2 separate regions of the Hordeum vulgare genome follow, and region 2 is linked to region 1. Evidence: chromatin contacts called from public Hi-C data. All regions are on one chromosome and are shown on one strand. The core of a region is the stretch at or near the end of the contact, and the rest is flanking DNA. Distances in the headings are between cores, read along the strand shown. Region 1 has its middle 100 kb from the start of LOC123412856. Region 2 holds the start of LOC123412856 (F-box/kelch-repeat protein At1g80440-like).

Region 1 (3,248 bases), core at 304-2,803:
ATGGACAAACATGTTAGCATCACTCATTTAGACGGTTTATTTTCCATTGGACATGAATTTATTACTGTTGAGTCCAGCGAGCGCTTCGAGTTAGAGACGACCACGCCTTCTGGATCCACACATTCTCTAATGCGTGCGTCGATGATATCTTCACGAGCCATCTCGTTTGAGTCGGCAACCACCTTACTAGCACCGTAGTACGAGCTAATGTCCTCTTCGCCGCCATTGTCTCCTCCAGGTGTCGTCCTACTCTGGCGTGCTCTGTGAGTCCGCGTCCTCCCTGCGAGCGATGGGTTGAGAGGCGACCAAATCTTTGAAGTGTCCTTAATCTTCATGAATAGAAGCAATGACGGACTCCACAACAACGATCTCTACCCTCCCCCTAAGAGTTAAATGACATTCACCCTAGGAATCAAGCTGCAACACATCCCAGAAAAATCATGTCTCAGATCCAACAACTATGGGCACACGAATCACACAAGATTAGGCACCATAGCATAATTGGTTCGCAACACTTAGAACTATAACACAGAGTGCAAGGTTCCCAACAGTTTATCCTGATTAGGCCTCCTCGAAGAAGAACTCTAGCCATTCGTCGCCTGCCCCGCTATGGACTGAGATCCACCCATGAAATGAAGTCACACTGCTATACCACAACCACAAGAAGGGGATGAATGGTAAGGGAGATACTATGCAGCGCTGCAGGCGCCCGTTAACGATCCGGCGCTTACACCCTCGTTCGCATGGGCCAGCCCAATAGCGTGATGCTTAGTTTTTTTATCTGTTGTTCTTTTGTTGATCTAGTAGAAAAAAGTGCAGATTTAATCTATGTTACAAAAAAATATGTAATATTTTTTTTTACAGATTTGAAGAAAATGTTCATCTAATTGAAAAAAGTTCTTAACTTTAAAAAAGGTTCATTTATTTCAGAAAAGTTCGTCTATTTGAAAAAAGTTCATTGAAATTGAAAAAAAGTTCATCCAATTTGGAAAAAGTTAATTAAATTTCTAAAAGTTCATTAAATTTGAAAAAAGTTCATAGAAATTCAGAAAAAGGTTCATGTATTTTTGAAAAAAAATTCACAAATATTTAAAAAGATCATTAAATTTGACAAAAAAACATTCGTTTTCAAATATATGTTCACCAAATTTCAAAAAAGTTCATCAACATTCAGAAAAGTTAATAGAATTTTAATATTTTAGAAAAGATTCATAGATTTTCAGAGAAAAGTTCATCAATCTTAAAGAACATTCGTTAAATTTTTTAAAAAATCATCAATATTTAAAAAAACTTTGTAGGATTTCTAAAAAAAATCGTCAACCGGCGCCTTGAAGGCCCGGCCCATTACGAACGCCACATGCGGCAATTACCAAAAATGCATGTTAACTGATGCCTGTGACGCCAAATAGGAAATGTTGAATGGTAACTAGACAAAAAATCTAACACCTGGTGGAAATAAATGTAGAACTCTCTGCAGCGCCACATAGGTCCATCAAACAATTATTGATGATTCACCAGCCCACCCTGCTGCCAGCCATGTCCTACATTAAACCGGGACCTCCTATGCGCCGTTCGTTACGGCAACTGCCAAGCGGACGCGCAGGGGGTCGCCCGACCGGACTGGCCCAGATTTGTTTTTCTACTTTTTTCTGTTCCTTTTTTCTTTTCTTCTTATGTTCTTTTTTCTTTTTTTGTTCTTTTTTCTTTCTTTTTTCCTTTTCTTTTCTAATTTGAAGCAAAAATATTTAGGATTGGAAAAATAATATTTGAAAATTCAGAACATTTTTTAAAACAGCAAACATGTTTTGAATTTTTAATAAATTTTGTAATATAGACAAATTTAAAATTCATGCATAAAATTATAAATCCGTGAACATTTTTTGAATCTAGAAAAATATATTGAAACCATGAACAATTTTCAAATTGTGAACAAAATTTGAAACATGAACAAATTTGAAACCATGAAACATTTTTTCATTTATAATAAAAATCGAAACATGAATAAATTTCAAATTGTGAACAAATTATTAAATTGTGAACACATTATTAAATTGTGATTTTTTTTCAAATTTTGGAACATTTTCTAAAATTTAAGAATCTATACCTATTAATGAAAGAAATATGTATTCTTAGTCCGTCATACTATTTTGCTAAAAAATCCTTGACTTTTCAGATAAAAACCATGATCCAAGAACAAGTTTCTTTTATTATTCCGTCTTTCGTTTCGCGGACTCTCAATTGGACTCTAACTCGGTATCTCTTTCTGTCTTTCCTTAACCGCTCTCATAAATATCGACTTAAGAAAGACGACGAGAAGAGAGAAGAGGTGGATTACGTGAAGGCAAAGGCAGAGATATCCTCTCATCTAGATCAATAGGCACCAGCTTAATTGCGCGTCATCTCCTGGTCTGAGCAGCTTCTCGCGCCGTGAGCTGCGTCACCCAGCGAGGACACCGAGTGTTGCCTGCCGCCTCTGCTTCAAAAGATGCACCGGTCCAACAGGCAGCCAAGGCCGATTGGAATTGCGGAGACGATGTGATGTTCGTGTGAGGAAGCCAACCATGATGCATGAGAAACTAGTAATTCTTTTCTTCTGTGCTTCTACGTGGACAATAAGTTTCGATCATCACGCACTTACCACTTACACTTTGAGATCGTTAAAAGTGATTGTTGAAAGTTGCTCGCCTCTACTCATGCTCTTCATCATCGGCACCGGCCCTGTCCTCACCAGCATATTGGGCGTGTCTGTGTCGTTTGCATCGTCTCCTATCCAGTACAGGCAACACTCACATTTGTCTCTGCTATCTCGTCTGGACGTCGAGCATCGCTGATGCAGTCTACTCGATCACGACCAGGTTATTTGTTAGTGAAGCAAGAATTGTTTATTTGTTTTTCACGTTCTAATTGTGTTAGTCCAAGTTCAGTCTCGCAACGCTGCTATCGACACCATGTTGATGCGCTGCTGGCCAGCGCACGTCAGGATGCTCAGGCTTGTACTTGCTGTTGACATACAGATGAGGCTAGCAGAGACCTATCTAGGCCACGTAATCTCTGGTAAGGGTATTACTGTCAATCCCGAGAGAGTTCAAGTTGTCCTTGATTGGACTCAACCTGAATCGGTTAAGCAAGTTAGGAGTTTTCTTGGTCTAGCGAGCTATTGTCGCCGCTTCGTCGAGAATTTCTCCAAGGTTGCAAAGCCTCTGACTGAACTCCTCAAGAAGGATAAAAAGTTCGAGTGGACACCACAG
Region 2 (3,248 bases), core at 233-2,732, 100 kb before region 1:
ACGTCTCGTGCAGTCCCACTGTCAGTGTATTTATTTATACTCACTCAAATCAAAATTCTAAAATATTAGGCTGTCCATAATAGAAGTATCATAGGTAGTATCATAAATAACAACTAGGCAATTTTGATGAGATGACATACAATTAAATGAAGAAAGAAAGGTTGAGTATCATATTAAATGATGTGCTATTAGTAACATACGATACTATGCATCACGAATGTGGTATCATAGACTAATATCATATGCATGATACTAGTATACTACCTCCGTCCACAAATACTTGTCCTAGAGATGAATGAAACTAGACTTATTTTAATTGTAGATACATTCATTATATGCATTTTTAGGACAAGTATTTCCGGACGAAGGAAGTATGATACTACCCATTACAACCAGCCTTAGGCTGCTCATAGTGGAGAGTAACATATGCATATGTTACTATTGTATACGAGTATGATATTACCTTCATAGTGCATAATATCATAAACTAGGATCATATGTGATATTATTTATTGACATGCATGACACATAGTAGTATATCATTTAACATGTTACGGTATCTACCTATGTTACTCTAATCCTCTTTCTCTTCTTTAATTACTTACCACATCAGCATGTTTGCTAGTCCCAAGACTATGTTACTAGCTATGATACCCTTACTATGGCCAGCCTTAGGCTGGTTGTAATGGGAGTATCATAAGTAGTACTCCCTCCGTTCCTAAATATAAATATTTCTAGAGATTCAACTAATGGACTACATACGGATGCATATAGACATACTTTAGAGTATAGATTCATTCATTTTGCTCCGTATGTAGACACCTAGTGAAATATCTTAAAAGACTTATATTTTGGTACGGAGGAAGTATCATGCATGCCAACTAGGCATATTTGATGAGGTGGCATGAAATTAAATGAAGAAAATGAGGATTGAGTATCATATTATGATACTGTATCATATTAAATGTTATGCTATTATGTGTTATGCATGACAATAAATGAACCGTTCTATGATACTAGCACATGATACTACGCATTACAAATGTAGTATCATACACTAGTATCATATGCATGAGTATACGATACTCCCGTTACAACCAGCCTTATACTCAAATCAGCTGCGGGCTGCGGCGCGATGGAATGCGGCGGAAACTGCTGCTGCAGGGAACAGGAACCGTGAGCCGCGGCTGACTCGGACGGAGAATCTATCCGTTCGGAGCGGGACGAGCCGACAAGGTAATCATGCAGCAGCGCACGGATTTTTCAGGCCAACGTGGGCCTTGCGCATTGGTTGCCCGGCGCCACGGCTTTGGGATCAATCCGTAGACGAGCTCGGTTCGGCAGCTGCTTTGTTGGAAGGAAACGCCAATTGGAATTCGCTAGCTTACATTTTGCAGGGATATCGTTTCTTCATCACAATACTCGTAAAACACCAGTAGTCTACTTGTATATTCATGCGCACACCGCACGCCTCCTCATCTCCACTTCTCTACTTGTATCGAGATTTCCTCCAGACGGCTTTGCTTGGGAGTTGGGAAGGCGCAAATCTGTCTCAGATAGTAGTACTGGAAACCTTACCAAAAAAAAAAGAGCTTCTGCAAGGCGTCTGGTACAAATAAGATCCAGGTTAGGATTGCATGCGATAAACCTTGAGAAAATCCACCTTATCCCTTCCCTTGCACCGCCGCCATACCACATACAGATCGCTTGCTGCACCACGACACTGTCGTCCCTTTCAACAGACCGCGACGCCGCTAAAAGATCTGGAAGAATCCGCCTCCCGCAAGTACGCGACGATAAGCTCCAAACCGTCCCGGCCCCACACCACACCCCAGTCCCATACGATTCCTCTGTTTCTGTATAAATATGGCGCGCCACTCCCGCCACTCGCCGCACACAAGAACATCAGCACACAGCTCTCGCACACAGCAGATCAAGCACGCTCTCACTCTTTTCTTGCTCACTTCACTTCAAGTTCATTGATGAGCAGCTGCTTTGAGGCGTCAGCAATGGCCGACCTGATTCCGGGGTTGCCGGAGGAGGTGGCGAGGGAGTGCCTCATACGGGTGGGGTTCGACCAGCTGCCGGCGGTGCGCCGCATCTCGCGGCAGTGGAAGGAGGAGGTCGAGTCGCCGGGCTACGGCCGCCTGCGCCGCGCCGAGGGGCTGGCGCGCCCGGTGCTCGCCATGGTCCAGGCGCAGCCCGAGCGCGTCGAGCCTGGCCCGGCGCACAAGCACTCGTCGGCGTCGGCTGCCAACGGCGGCCCCGCGAACAACTACAGGACGGTGCTGCTGGACCCGGTGGAGGGGCGGTGGGCCCCGCTGCCTCTGCTGCCCGGCCCGACCGGGAGCCTGCCCCTGTTCTGCCAGGTGGCCGCGGTGGACGGCGCGCAGGGGAGGAAGCGGCTCGTGGTCGTCGGCGGGTGGGACCCGGAGTCGTGGGCGCCGACGGACTCGGTGTACGTGTACGACTTCTTGACAGGCGCGTGGCGGAGCGGGGCGCCCATGCCGGGCCCGCGCCGGTCGTTCTTCGCCACCGCGGCCGTTGCCGGGGCAGTATACGTCGCCGGCGGGCACGACGAGGAGAAGAACGCGCTCCGGTCGGCGCTCGCGTACGACCCGGACTCCGACGCGTGGGCCGCGCTCCCGGACATGGCGGAGGAGCGCGACGAGCCGCGCGGGCTCTGCGTCGGCGGCAGGTTCCTGGTCGTCGGCGGGTACCCGACGCAGGCGCAGGGGCGGTTCGCTGGCTCTGCCGAGGCCTTCGACCCGGTGACGGCGGCCTGGGGCACTGTCCAGGAGGGCCTGCTCGAGGACGGCGCGTGCCCGAGAACCTGCTGTGTAGCGCCGGGAGCGGAGCGCATGTACATGCTCCGCGACGGGAACCTCGTGGCGCGCGACGGCGGCCCCTCGGCGGGTTGGCGCACGGTGGCGTCCGTGCCGGAGGACGCCCGCACTGCGTCGACCGTCTCGGCCATCCCCGGCGGACGCGTCGTGGTGATCGGCTCAGGCTGCCACGGAGGCGACCAGACCGTGTACATGCTGCGCGACGAGGCCGGCAAGACCGCGTCCTGGACGCGCGCCTCGGCACCGCCAGAGTTCTCGGGGCACGTTCAGGCCGCATGCTTCCTAGAGATCTGATCCACTCCACATATGATGTGATCACTGAAGCCTGTGTACAGAACTATGGATAGTGTATATAGAGGTATATTTATGCGTATATGACGCATCAACGCGCGCCGACGAGGG

The links. Hi-C and Micro-C count contacts between places; a contact is called where the count stands out from the background.
Region 2: a contact with region 1 is called in a Hi-C map of leaf, with 2.6 times the contacts expected there. The contact joins the promoter of LOC123412856 here to the enhancer-like site in region 1. A contact is called at or near these places in 3 of 6 Hi-C or Micro-C datasets (leaf and seedling).

Annotation. Positions count from the first base shown.
Region 1 is chr7H:495,837,981-495,841,228 of MorexV3_pseudomolecules_assembly, reverse strand. No RefSeq gene overlaps it. Among protein-coding and RNA genes, the nearest start is that of LOC123412856, 100 kb to the left of the region's middle. Within about 2 kb of position 1,553, at least 1 of the 3 cell types and tissues checked has open chromatin away from gene starts, as enhancers often do. A contact at or near this core is called in leaf, where this site is marked.
Region 2 is chr7H:495,937,598-495,940,845 of MorexV3_pseudomolecules_assembly, reverse strand. It overlaps LOC123412856 (F-box/kelch-repeat protein At1g80440-like), which reads left to right and starts at 1,482. Exons shown (of 1, transcript XM_045105802.1): 1 at 1,482-3,248. The coding sequence starts at 1,983. The coding sequence ends at 3,140.